2 separate regions of the Mus musculus genome follow, and region 2 is linked to region 1. The links are chromatin contacts, called in public promoter capture Hi-C maps. All regions are on one chromosome and are shown on one strand. The core of a region is the stretch at or near the end of the contact, and the rest is flanking DNA. Distances in the headings are between cores, read along the strand shown. Region 1 holds the start of Phactr3 (phosphatase and actin regulator 3). Region 2 holds the start of Sycp2 (synaptonemal complex protein 2).

The links. Capture Hi-C pulls out chosen DNA fragments and counts their contacts.
Region 2: a promoter capture Hi-C map of pancreatic islet shows a contact between it and region 1. The contact joins the promoter of Sycp2 here to the promoter of Phactr3 in region 1. A contact is called at or near these places in 1 of 39 promoter capture datasets (pre-B cells), 1 of 115 datasets of contacts at active chromatin or transcription factors (embryonic stem cells) and 2 of 9 other capture datasets (adipose tissue and pancreatic islet).

Annotation. Positions count from the first base shown.
Region 1 is chr2:178,137,290-178,144,459 of GRCm38.p6, reverse strand. Phactr3 (phosphatase and actin regulator 3) reads right to left here and starts at 2,527. Exons shown (of 13, transcript NM_028806.2): 1 at 1,961-2,527. The coding sequence starts at 2,075.
Region 2 is chr2:178,404,748-178,411,917 of GRCm38.p6, reverse strand. Sycp2 (synaptonemal complex protein 2) reads left to right here and starts at 4,260. Exons shown (of 44, transcript NM_177191.3): 1 at 4,260-4,371. It overlaps Ppp1r3d (protein phosphatase 1, regulatory subunit 3D), which reads left to right. Exons shown (of 1, transcript NM_001085501.2): 1 at 1-712.

The sequences.
Region 1 (7,170 bases), core at 1,278-3,777:
TGGGCGTCGGAGCCCTCCTCCCTGCTCCCTCGTGGACAGATAGCAGCCCACCTGCCAAACCTGTTACTGCCTCCCACGGATGCATCAGCTCATGGACAGCCAAAGAGCTAAATCCACCATCATTTCAAGTTTGCCTCTTTTTACTGCCAAAGAGACAAAGGAGTGGAAGTAGTTGTCTGGTAAGGGACCATTCACCTTCCACAGTATCTCTGAGAGCTAGGAAAGCTATCTGCCATGGGTGTTACACAGGACTAAGGGAAGACTTCATTAATGACTTAAGGGTCTGCTTGCTGCAGCCTGCCCTGGAAACTATGGAAATCAACTTGCCCTCCTAGAGTCAGGGACTCCCTCTCCTGGCACATTGAGGTGAGCAGATGTGACTGACTCTGCCAAAGTCCTAACAAAGACATCTTATAAGACTCGGTGGGTTTATGGCTTAAAATTTCCATAACAGGTCCTGGTACCCACAGAGCTACTTTATTTTTGTTTATTTATTTATGTTGGTTATTGCATTTTATTTACATTTCAAATGTTGTTGCCTTCCTGGTTTCCCCTCCACAAAACCTCTCATCCCATCCCCACTGCCCTTTACCTCTATGAGGGTACTCCCCTATCCACTCCCCCCCCAATTCCCACCTCACTACTCTAGCATCCCCCTACACTGGGGCCTCCACAGGACCAAGGAGCCATGGCTCCCTCCATATGTACTCTGTAGTTGGTGGTTTAGTTCCTGGGAGCTCGTGGGGGTCCAGTTAGTTGATATTGCTGTTCTTCCTGTGAGATTGCAATCCCCTTCAGCTCCTTCCGTCCTCCCCCTCACTCTTCCACTTTGGGTCCCTCAGAGCTACTTTTTAAAAGGGGGTTTTCTGGGCAGTATAGCTCTTATGGAATCTCTCCCTACAAAGGCAGTCTTTGCTGGCCCCTGGGATTTAATGCCATTATTTAACAATCATTTAACACCATTCAGCCCCCATTCATGAGTCCTTGGATTTAAAGAGAAGTGTACAAAGGAAGGCAAGGCAAGGTGTTATCAAACAGCAACTAAGAGGGATTGCACCTCATGAAGACACAGAACTGAGCCCCTCCACTTGACACACACACCAGCTCTGATTTTTTTTTTTTTTTTGAAAGATCCATTTCAGAAGCTCTGACTTCTCCCCAGAAGTGAAAATTGCCTTCTGGTGGAGAAAGGTTTTAATGATCACTTTGCTTCCTGCGTCTCCATGGTGACAGAGCACACAGCCCACCCCCTCCTGCTTCATTAGGCCTTTCTTGGTCCCAAGGAAAGTCATCAATCAAGCCACATAGATGCCTCTGTGACCTGTTTATCACCTAAACAATCCACATTGCCTTGAATGTGGAAGAGTGGACACAGAGCAGAAAGAAACCCCGGCAATGCCCGTTGGCCTCACACCCTTCATTTCCCCACAGCAGCTCTGTCCAGCACACCTGTCCCGGGAGGCGGGCGCGCCCAGGTGCGCCAGACCTGGCTGGAGTCCTGGTGCCCATTGACAGCCTTGGGCACGGTGGCTGCAGGAGTGTACTGCTGCCCTGATCCTTCGGGTGGGGACCCTGTACAGGACCATAGAAGGGCCTGGACAGAGGGCAGAGTAGGCACCAGCCCTGGGCGGAGGTGACACGAAGACCCTTCCACTGGTCAGTCAGCTGCCCACCATGGCACTCCCTACTGGGGGTTCAAAGACCAGCAGCCAGCCAACAGAGCACACTGCAGAATACCTAGCTCTACCAGCAAAGCGGTTCCTCTCTGGACAAAGGGCTCCGAGGCAGCCCTGTTTGCTGGGGACAGGAATCACGGGCCCTCGTGGCACCTGAATCGGATCGCTGTCCCCCCCAGTAAAGGCGGGGGCGGGGGGAGCTGTGGCGCGTGGGGACATGGTCCCCATGCCACCTGCCTCGTGTCTCCCCCACCCCGCCTGGCCGCCCCCGCCGGGCCCAGTACCTGGGTTCTCCCCGGCGTCCGTGGAGGTGGCTGAGGAGTCGCTGAGGAAGCTGGGGTCACTCTGCGAGCGGCCCCGCGACACAAGGCAGCTGCTGCCGTCCTCGGATGCGGCCATGGGAAAGGCGACGCAGGGGCAAGTTGGAGGGAGATGCGGAATCAGAGCATCCTAGGCGGCCAAGGTCACCGGCGAGGGGGCTGGAGAGGGCGTCTTTTTTAAAAGGAAAAGCAAAAGGGACCAGGAAAGAAAAAGAACGGAGGAGGACGCCAGGCTGGCTTCAGGGTGGGGAGACAAAAGCCTTGCAGGCTGCAGCCAGGCGCATCCCGGCTTGCGCGGCCTCGCTTTGTTATTTATTCGTATTTATTCCCATTCTTCTGCTTATATTCCAGGGGAAAAAAAAAAGTTGAACCAGGAAATAAAAACTTTTTCTTGTCAGTGTTTATGGCGTGCTTGGGGCTGGGGGAGATGTCCAGGAATGTCTGGGGGTGCTCCCTCCCCCCACCCCACCCCCCACCCCCCCGAAAAAAAGGGAAAAAGGAGAATCTTTGCTCTTGCAATTGCTTTAATCTGAAAGCTGTTCTTGGAGCATCTGTTGGAAAACATTAGGATTCTCCCATCATGCCATGGGAGGAGCATGACGTCACGAAGCTGGGAGTGAGAATGAGTGGTGATGGGGAGGGGTCTCAAATACCTGGACTGTCAGAGGCCGGGGAGACATATGGACTGGATCGTAGGTTATGATCCGCCCACCACCATACCTGGGGCTCTAGGACAGAAAGCAGCCACATGCCCTCTCCCCCCTCCCCAGTCTTTCCTCCCACCCCGCCCTCCACCAACAGGAAAGGAGGAGCCCTGAGGCGAGGGCGGTGCCTCCCTTGAAGGCACTCTCCAGGCAGATCCTGGCGGCTGGTTTTCCTGGCCCTCCTCTTGGAGATGGTTATGACATGGTCTTCCCTATGCTCACCTATCCACAACGAAAAGGGGGCAGCATCAAGTGCCTGGTCAGGACCTGTGGGGCACTACTCTCTTCCCCTCTATCCATTCCTTAGCCCATAGGCATAGGTGCCTGTCAGGGAGTTTCACCTTTAAGGAAACTGAGGGGACCAAGGACTAGAGGGAACAGCAAGGAAGTTCCCTCCCCCTTGCCTAAGGAAGCCTTTCTCCCTTTCCTAGGAGGAGCTTGGAGGTGAGCTGGCAACTCCTCTCCCCTGCAGTGGGAAAAACTAGGAAAGGAAAGTCTTATAAGGGTCGGGGACCTTGCTGTGTCACCTCGCTGGGTTGGAAGATGCCCAGGGGATACTGCAAGAAATAGGAAAAGTGCTTAGACTTCACTCTTGGGCAGATGATGGCTCAAGTTCCAAAATAAAGTTCTAAAATTCAAAGCAGCATAGAAAACCCACTCTTTCTGATCACTGGGCACACACTAGGCAGGAGAGCCTTAAATTGTAGACTAGGTCATTCTCAGACCCTGGCTGGCACACACATTGTAAGGATGTGGCTTCCTGGTTGGTGTGCAGATCCCTGTCCAAGAAGTTCCCGGCCTCAGTAATCTGGAGTGGGAGCTCAATCTCCTCTTCTTTCCCTCCCTCCCTCCCTCCCTCCCTCCCTCCCTCCCTCCCTCCCTCCCTCCCTCCCTCCCTCCCTCCTTTCCATAAACTCTCTGGAATAAATGAACTAGATGCACCTCAAGACTGAGCAGGAGACCACCCTTCATGGTGGTCCAAAAACACAAGCAAACCAGCCATCTGTCAACTGATTAGTGTCATATGGTGGCTCCCACCTGTAATCCCCACATTCCAGAGGCTGACTGGGGTGGAATTCATGACTTTGGAGCCACCCCAGCTAGGGGCTAGACAGTGAAAACCTATCTCCAAGAAAAAGAGTGAGATGTAAGCATCGTGGCAGGCCAGGAGACACACGCACGAGAGAAGACAGCATGAGATGTTCTCTCTCTTCTGACCCCATTGCAAAGAGGCATTGAAGGATAAAAGTGAGGCTTTGTGGGTGCCCAGGACAGGGCAGTGAGCAGAACAGGAAGGAGATTATAGCCAAATGGGTGCACGGTTTCCTTGAGGTAACCCCAGATACTCAGGATAATCTAAAATTGGCCTGTGGGAACAGTTTCCTGACTCTACATTCACTAAAAATCCACAGACGTCTACATGCTACAGGGGTGAGCTTTGTAGTACGCCAGTTATTTTAGAAAAGTTTTCTTTTTTCCTTTAAAATGTGCATGGAGGTGTTAGGCTGATGTTGGGTCTGAAGAGCACTTGGATTTCCCCTCTCACCTGCTGAGGCTCTCACCTGGCAGCCTACCTGTCCCCCCTTCAGAATCAAGTGAACAACGGTATCCTGGGTTAGAAAACCTAAAGCTGTTTCTCCCCAACTTAGAGTAACCCTGAGGACCAATGTGGCTGCCCCAGGGCATCTGGAAACACACACACACACACACACACACACACACACACACACACACACACACACTGACACACAGTATGTGAACCCAGAAGAGATAAGGAAAAGCCCACAGGAGGACCAGTTCACTCCCACATTGTCCGAGCAGGCTACATTCTTACAGAGAGTGCTGATTCATAGATGTGTCTGCCAGTCTATCAAAGATTTCCTGAGCACCGTCTGTGTGGCTACACCTGCGATTTCCCAGAGAAGCATAGTAAACAAATGGGGCCTGGCGTTGGTTTGGTAGTACTCTATGGATAACTCACAGACAAGCCATGAGGCTGAGAGGGAGGCCTCCCTGGAGGAGGGGTGGGCCTGGTGAGAAGAAATGATGTTCAGGGAACAAAGGCATGAGAAAGCAGCCAATCAGGACCATGGGAGGTATCTCCAGGTAAAGGGAAGATCCGGGACAAAGCTCATTGGAAGGATAACACAGATTTCTACCATTCCTGCAAAGAGGCAGGGCCCAGCCTGGTGTCCTGTACCCTCCTGGCAGGGCCCAGCTTGGTGTTCCGTGAGCCCCATCACCCCTTGTCTTCTTTGGAGTTTGCCTCTTGTTCAAGAATGGAGCAAAGCAACCAGAGGCAGAGGTGTATCTCCAAAGGACCTTTTGGCTGCTGTTGAGGAGGCACAGGCTGATGGGATGGGGGTGGGGGATCATGGAGGTGGAATAAGAAGATGTCAAATTTGTGGGGTAGAAGCTGAGGCTGGGCTGGGGGAGTCAGAGTCAGTGGGCAGGCGAGCTGCAGATAGAAGAGGTGTGGATGAGAGACGGAAGCCAGCTTTGATGGTTTGATGATGCTACACTGGTAGGGGGGCCAAGGGAACCTCGAGTCTAACAGTGACAGGTGAGCTGGAGGTCCAGAGAAGGGGGGACCAAGTATCACAGGGGTGTTCTCCATCAAGCTTGGTGGTAGGAAGGCACAACCCACAGCAAGACAGACCTGTTCTGCTCCAACGTTCTCAAGCCTGAGGGACCCTCTCAAGGCCTGCATTTCTACAACTGTAAACTGAACACAGCCTCTGCTGGCCAGTAGAGTGACTCAAGGTCCAATGGTGGGTGCTAACCCAGTGCTGGGTCACATGACCTACTCTGTGCAGACAGCTTCTGCAGGCTGGCCTGTCCCCCTTGGAGAACATACACAGCCAGGCTGTAAGCTGTAGGGTGCATGACATTGTGAGTGAATATGTGCTGTTGACAAGGACACGGCCATGTTAAAGACCACAGAGTCTCAAACCCACAGAGGAAGACAAGGCCTTCCTTCCCCTGGGGCGAGGCACAGATGTATGTCGGGCTCTCCTCTTGTGCAATTGTGGATGGTGACAGTGTGTGCAGAAAATGTCCACCGTAGCTTTCACCACACCCTGGTGCTCCCAGATTAGCAGCCCACCTCCTTGATCCAACCTCATAGATCCTGCCTCCTTCTCCAGAGACACATAGTAACCCTGTCTCTATGGCCAACTTTATACAGTAAACAGGCCATGTGTCTCGGGTGCTGCGGTAGACGAGAACCCAGACCTCCAGATCCCAGGCCTCTGTCTGTCTGTCTTTGTCTTGTCTTCATTTCCCCTCTGTCTCAGTCGGGTCCATCTTTAGAACCATGCTGGATGCTGCAGTGAGCTGTGGTCCCTCACAGGCTTGTTACCAGGCAGGGACATGGATGGTCACTGGGATCTGCATCTCTTTCACACGAGTGCCTATCAGCTCCTTGTTCCCTTGAGCTAAGTATCTGGACACCCTACAGAGATAATAATGCAAGCCATTCCTTCAGAGTGGGGGAGTAGTGTCTGTCACTAGCTACACAGGGCACACTACCTACAGTAGTGTCACCAGCTACACAGGGCACACTAGCTACAGTAGTGTCAGTAACTACACAGGGATTTCTGTCAAGTTTGCCTGTTGGTGCCTGTCATTCAGGCACTAGCATCCAGTGAGCAGTGCTATTAGCCAGACAAGAAAAGGAATACATATGGGAGTGTCTGGCCACACAGGCCCTGACCTGGAAGTGAGGATTCCAGCTCCATGTGATATCAGAGGCCATCCTAGTTCCAGTCCCATTTAGTGCAAAAGACAGCACGTTGATACACATCAGGACCCCACCAATGTCTCTTCACCTTTACTGTTTTTGAAAACACAGAACTAGCAAACTTCAGATACTTAAAAAGAACTTCTCAATCGATGTCTTTGGCTGAATCTCAAGGGCCAGCTTAAGAGGCACAAAGGTCAATATACCCAGAACTTGGAAATTTCAGCATTGAGTCAAGTTCGTCAGCTGGATGAGCAAGCAGCCAGCTCTGCCCTCTGCTGGCCATGAGGAGAAACTGCACCCAACGCTTGCCTGACAGCTTTGAACTTGGTTCTCTTTTTCCTATAGCTCTCCACCTTGTGTTCCCTGCTGGTGAGACTACCCAAGGTAGTGTCCAGAGCAAAATCTTCTGGCTGGGGAAATTATTCAGTGGGTTCCACCTTGAGGACAGGAAGTTCTGATTCCCAGCTCCCCACATGTTGGGCAATCTGTATTCTCAGCACAAAGGAGGGAGAGATAGATGATCTCCCCTGAACAAACTGGCTAGATGGACTAGTCAAGTCAGTGAGCTCTGGGTTCAAGTGAGAGACCCTGCCTCAAGGCAGAAGGTGGAAATGGACCAAGACAGACACTAGATGTCAGCCTTAGGCCTCCAGTACACAAGGTTCCCCCTCATAACACACACACACACACACACACACACACACACACACACACACACACACACA
Region 2 (7,170 bases), core at 3,011-5,510, 270 kb before region 1:
ACCCATTAGGTTTTGATACTTGAAACTTCTGCCTTTTAAAAATTCCAAGAACAGTGTTGGGCTCCTCTGCTACCTTTCTGGACTGAGAAAAGTTCTGACGTAAAATGCCACAATAAAACCACCCTGCCTTTGGCTGTGAGGGCTCTGCACTGTGTTAGCATTCAGGAGTGAGAAGCTCCCAGTGGCATTTCCCTCATTGCTTAACAAACTGTTCAATTAGGTCAGCAAACCCTCCCCCCCCGCGGGGGGGGGGGCTCATGGCAGCTCTGTCCTCGGCCCCTATCCAGAGGGCAAGAGAATCGTCCAGACTCTTCAAGTCAGGCCAGAAATTTGGGGAGCACTGATGTTCAGGAGCACGTAGAGAGTTTTACAGTCCGTGGGAAAGCCCCTCACTGGTCCGCAGGTTCTGGTTACAGAAAAGTAAATGACGCATCATCAAAACTAAAAGAACCTGAAGGTGCCTTTAAGACACATCAGCTCTAAGAGATAGTTCTGCTTGGTTAAATAAATAAATGAATAAATAAATAAAACGCTGTAGAGATAATTCAGGGTGAACTTTCTGACCCTAAGACACACTTTAGGCCTGTTGAGATGTTAAAACTGTGTTTGTCAATTGTGCACTCGCTGAGTTGTGTTTTACTGCCTGTCACTTCAAGTTGTTTTACTCGAGCCTGAATATTAAAACGTGAAAAAAAAAAGTCCCTTTGTTAAACTGGTGTGTGCTGTGGCCTCATTCCAGAAGACAAAACTTGAAACATCTTGGCGGTGGGTGACATCTTTCAGATGGATGGGGGCTGGGTCTTCTAGGGAGGGGCTTCTGCATCAGCAGTAGAGTTGTATATGTGTTGCTAAAATGCTTTCCCTGGGAAGATGTAAACAAAACACACCCCTTCTCCTAGCTCATGGTACAATTATACATACTAGTTCTCTCTGGGGACCAGTGAGTTCGTTAGGCTTATTTGGGGACAATGGGTAAGGGGCTACAGGAAGGAGTAGTGGGACCTAATGCAGCCACAGTGAATGGTCTGCACCCAGCAGTGATGAAGACTTCCCCAGGGCTGTGCAGAGAGAGTGCACTCCCATAACCCTTCCCGCCCTTACCCTTTCCCCCAGTGGTTCTTCATCTCCCCAATGCTTCCAACCTTTAATACAGTTTCTTATGTTGTGGTGACCCTTGACCATAAAAAGATTTCGTTACTGTTTCATACCTTTAATTTTGCTACCGTTAGGAGTTGTAATGTAAATATATCTGATATGCAGGATATCCGTAACCTCTGGGATTGTGACCCACGGGTCTATCCCTTTACAGTGACTCAGAGACCATTGCAATTGGAACAGAACTGCATTGATGACTGGTTGGGTTGGGAGGCCGGCTGCACTCAGGGGAAGCTCCTATCGCCCCTCCCACCCCCTCCTTCCAAGAGAAAAGGTCAACCATCAAGAAGCCCAGCTATGATGGTTTCTGGCAAGCAGGCCAGCCAAACTCATGAACGCAGCCAGGTTCCATGGCTTGGAAGAAGTCCTGTACAATAGTGTGTGCTTATAAAAACTAAAGTATCTTAATTACGCTATAGGTCAGAGTTTAGGGCAGTGATAATTTTATTTTATTTTTTTATAGTCCTCTGTGACTCCTGTGGAGCCCAGCTTACACTGTGACTTTCAGCAGAGTACAAACTCTTACACATTGTGAAAGAAGAAAACTAGCATTCAGTGTGCCCTGTCTTATTTGCTCGGCCAAGATTTGAGATTTTTGGTGTGTTGGGAGTCAATCAGTCATGCTGTCCAGTTGATAATAACCCACATTTTCTTAGCTGAAAACAGTGAGGCTCAGAAAGGTGAGTTCCACAGCCAGCTCACCTCAAATTTAACAGTCAACTGACTATCCAGCTCCATGCACTCTGCCAGGAGAGATGGCCCACAGCTTGTTTCCAATAAGCACTTAAACAATGCACGTGAAAAGCGTTGAAAGATACAGCTCTTAGCTTGACTAACACAAGGCAAGAGGTTTAATCTTTGGCACTGCAGAAAAAAAATTCGTGACTGGAAACCAGATTTTGATAATGACTGATAAGGTTTTCTTTCAAACTCTATGGTCTCGAGCCTTTAAATAAAAACAAACAGTTCGGGTAAGATTCAATGAGTTGTCTTACTTTTCTATTACTGCAATAAAGCAAAGTGACCAAAAGACGCTCTGAGAGGAAAAGGTCTCTTTCCTCAGTCAGTCACTGAAGGAAGTCAGGGCAGGAATTCAAGGTAGGGCCAGAAGCAAAAGCCATAGAGGAGTACTGCTTACTGACTTTCTCCTCCCTGCCCCAGCAGCTTACTGAGGCTGCCTTCTTACCCACCCCAGGATCTTGGGGAGGGAGAGACATTGCCTGCAGTGAGCAAAGCCCTTCTATATCAATTGTTAATTAATACCCTGAAGGCTTGCCTAGGGGACCATCTTCTGGAGGCTTTTATCAATTAAGATTCCCTCTTCCCAGATAACATCTAGGTTTGTGTCAAATTGACAAATTGACTTAGATACTTTGTTTATTCATGTTACTGTTTAAAGACACGGTTTTTTTTGTTTTGTTTTTGTTTTTTGTTTTTTTGTTTTTTGGTTTTTTTTTTTTTTTTTTTTGTCTCTATAACAAGCAGCTAGTTGAGAAATCACTAGATTGCATCATGGAGGATGGTAAGTCTATTACAAGAAAGCCCAGTGTGAAGATGATGATGTAAGTCTCTGGTGATGAGGTTGACACACTCTGATCTTACATGTTGTATTATATACTGTTAGTACTTAAGTCATTCAAAAAAATCATTGAAAACTAATTATCTGAAACACCCTCTAAAAGCCTGTCAACTGTTCAGGTTGTTTTACATTTTTTTTGTTTTGTTTTAATTAGGATCTCCTTGGACCTGTAATTCCAGCCATTCAGGAAACTGAGGCAGGAGGATCTCAAGTTCAAGTTGCCCACCTGAGCACCTTAGATCCTGTCTCAGAAAGTATAAAGAAAGCTGGAAATATAAATCAATGGTAGACCACTTGTCTGGCATGCATGAGACTCTCAGTTCAGTGAGGAGTGGGTTCAAAATTCAGTTTAACAAGGCACAAAGTTGGAATGATGTTTGTAATTCTAGCTAAGCCAAAGGTAGAAACGCTGTAGGTTTTATTCTGTGATTTGAACACACACACACAAACATACACACACACTTTTTTCAAGCACATTCCAAAGCATAATTAAATCAGAAAGGGGTGCTGGCCACTGAGCATCACAGCTGTCATCTTCATGAGAGCAGCTGTTACTATTGTTATGACTTGAGAAACATTGACCTGTTGACTATTGACATTCCTTCAAAGAATTGGGTGCAGTGGTCACTGGGCTGTCAGCTGATTCTCTCCCTCTCCAGCTAGATGTAATTCTGCGGTAATTGCACTTGGCTCGTCGGCTTGGGTGCTGCTAGGGTATATAAGGGGTGGAAGGGTGCCTCAGGGAGTGTAGCATCTCTGCTGGTACAACTATGGGGAAGCCATCATTAATCATCCATGCTGGGCTTAGGTTATCCGGTGATACGGCCGCTTCGATGTCACTTGCATCCTGTAAGGAAGCCGGGCAAGGTCTGTTATTTAAGCTAGACATGGGTGGAACCCTGCCTTTGGGCTGTCATTGGAGCTCTATGTGGGGTAAGTAGACATTAGATCTCATGCCCCAGGAACAGCTAAGGATGCATACCAACCACAACTGAGGGGCACACTAGCAAAATCATCTGCTTTATGTATTTTTAAACAACCATTGCCTTTTTAGATAAAAAATAAAGATACTAATAATAAATACCATTTTAAACTTTGATTTGGCACCACCTATATCAATATTTAACTCTCTTCACGTGAAGCCATGGAGTTTCCACTAGATCATAGGATAACCGAAGGGTTGAATAAAGCAGTTATTGTCTGTCACGGCAATGCAAAGCAGGCAGCATCGTGCATGATGGTGAAATTTGTCAAAAGACGGGGCCACCATGTTATAAATTTAGGGCACAGGGAAAATGGAGGCGCCACAGCACTCCCCTATGGCCTGGGCATGAGGATTGCCTAGTTGAGGGGTGGTGGAGTCCCACAGTGACTGCAGGTTCTCCTAACCGCCATGTTTCCTCCCTAGGTGGAACTGGCACGGCACAGCGCCCCCTGCTGGCAGGCGGTTCCCCAGCGCAGCATCACCACTCTGGGCGGGGCTCAGAATAGGAAAGCAGCTGGAGAGCCCTACAGACTGCTTTCCATCACTTCCGGCTGACCCATCGTGGACAGGGCAGGGGTCATCGGAAGTGGGGCAACCGACCGACCCTTCCCAGAAGCGCTGCGTGTGCGCCCACAGCCTAAAGTGTCTGCGGGTAAGGGGCGTGGCCTGGGTGGCTGGCTGGCTCTGATTGGGCGAGCGCTTCCCACTTTCCGTTGGCGCCCGGGAGGCGAGGAGGCGCCATTACTCGACGGCCCTTGCGGGCGGAGGCGGTTGCCAGGTTGCGGTGTGCTGCGCTGTAGGTGGGGCAGGTCAGCGGGGTGGCCGTGATGAGGACACGCGGTGTGGGCGGCACTGGTCACGCCAATCCAGGGCAACCATACAGGGAGGAGTTTGTGAGGAGTTTGTGAGGCGCGAGGCCCCGGCGGCCTGGGCTGTGGTAAAGAGCGTGACCACGTGGCTGCGCCTGGAGTCGGGGGAGGCCTCAGTTTAGTCCTGACGGAGTCCCCAAGTCCCTAAGCATGCGCAGTGTGTGTGCTGGGGGCGGGGCGGGCACCAGGGGCTTGGCCTCAGGGGCTTCCTCGGCGCTCTTGGTTGGCCTCTAGTACCTGGAAGGCCATGTGGGTCCGGTCCCTCAGCCCGGATGAGGACCCACCTCCCTCCCCCAGCTTTGTCAGGGGACTGCGCGCGCATGTGCAAAGCCTGCTCACGTGTGCAAGCTTTGTGCGCATGTGCTTGAGTGTTGGCTTAACTCATGGGTGTTCTGCAATGTCCCTTGTGTCTCCCTACTTCTGAGTTGCTCTGGGATCAGTCGTCCTATAATCATCGGGCCATGCTGAAAGCCTGCTAGTTGGACCCAAGCCTGTTTGGGAAAAGTTCGGTGCTTCCTTTCCTGGTTCATTTATGAGCGCCATAACGAACTTTTAAAAGTCTTCCCCAGGGCAGGAAAAAGCTTTGTTTAGCTTCCCCTTTGACTTGTACATGGTTGGCTTATTTGACAGGTAGCACAAAAGAACTGGTTTTGAAAGCTTTGTTGAAGTCAGCATTCATGTAATGTGCTGAGTGCGTATGTAACCAGGTTATCTCCCCCCCCACCTTTAAAAATCCAACTATATAGATACTAAAATTTCCTTTTCCTTGGTTGGCTCCTTTGTACAAAGGAAGACTAGAAAATAGAACCATCTGGCTAGCATAATATATTTTTTGGCCATAATTATTCTGTGCTGTGTGTAGATGGCTCAGAGCACTTGGGGGAAATTGCATTACTTCCAATTGTTTTAGTTGTGAAACATTATCACAGGGTTGCACTGAACAGCTGCTGGCCCCAAGGAAACGATACACGAGATGTCTACAATATATTTTAAGTGTCAACTGTTTTAAATCACATTTTCAAATTGGAAATGAAATAAAATGTTATGGATTTCAATTTCATTGATATACTTTAACTGCAGTAAAATGTAAAAGGGGATATAAAGGTAGTTTTATGACTAATGGCAAAATATCTACTCTGAATGTATTCACTATGGATATTTGATAGTGGGCTGGTGATTTTTGGATAGGTAATAAAGACCTACTTAATTTATAAATCAGTATATTTTATATATTCTCATTTTCTAACAACCACTGTTAAATAACCACTTTTTAACAATCATTAGGATTGAAACAATACATACTTTCAAAGTATGTTAAATGAGTATATTTTCATAGAAACATGTATTTTTTAATATTTTCTGCCATATTAGATTTTCCTTAGAATTAACTATTGGCCTTATGTAGTAATCTTAAAATGCCTAAGCAATTTAACATTTTTAATAAATGTTACTCTACTTTGTAGTAATGAGCTTACCCAATATTCTAATGGTTGCTTGCTAGCCAACTGCTACAACAAAGATTTTTCTATGAGGTAATTTAAGATAAAAGAGGCTCTATTAAAAAAAAGAAAAAAGTTTATGATCTGGAAGAAGGTAGCCTGGAGATAAAATGATTATGTGTCTGAGGCTAGCTTGTAAAAAGGAAGCTCTTTTCTTTTCCAAAGCTCTCTTTTTTTCTTTTGGTAAGTTTTACTCCCCATTCCTACATTTTTTCTCGCTGTTGAAATAAATAATCCATGTTCATAGATCTAGTATGTGAATTCTTCTACCCTTTTATTTTTAGCACATACACAGATGTCCTTTACAGAGTTTAGCTTGCTCCTGTGAGTATTTTAATTTCTCACAAATACTCTCTAGAGGGATCATCTATGTCTTATTTCACTTTTCATTTTACCCTGTTTTGAACAGGGTCTTGTGAGATAAAGACTGGCTGATTAAACTACATGTTTAAATATTCAGTTGCATTCTGTGAACATTGCTTCTGTTTACCTAATTTCTCCCTACCATACCAACAAAGGCAGAGGTTTTTTTTTTTTCCTGAAAAAAAAAACCAAAAAACTGCTGATAGTGGCAGTGCTACAATAAATATTAAGTATTCTTTTTATACTTTTAGGTTTTTGTAAAATGTATACCTAGAAATGGAACTACATGTTATAGAACATAGACAAAATTTTTGCCTATCTGCTCTACTTTTTTCAAAGTACAATTATTGATACCCATTGTTTTCTATTTTTCATATTAACAGACTTTTTAGTTTTTGCCATCCTAGTAAGTGTTGGAGCTGGTTGTTTTAGTTAGAACTTCTGTTATAGGGGTAGCATCTTGTCCTTCTATTAGCCACTTTATTTTCAAGTTTCTCCTTTTCTGAGTGATTAGTGTTCTTTTATCTTTTCCACTTTTATACTTTTCTCCTTGGTTTCTCAGTTCTTCAAAATTGTTTTAATGTATGTCTTAGGAGCAAAACTAGACATTTTTATGATAAAATATACAATTTAAAGTATATGTAAAAAGGGTTAAGAAACTATTCTATTTGGTATAAGAACACTGAATATCATGTTTTAAGAGTTTAAACTGTAAACATA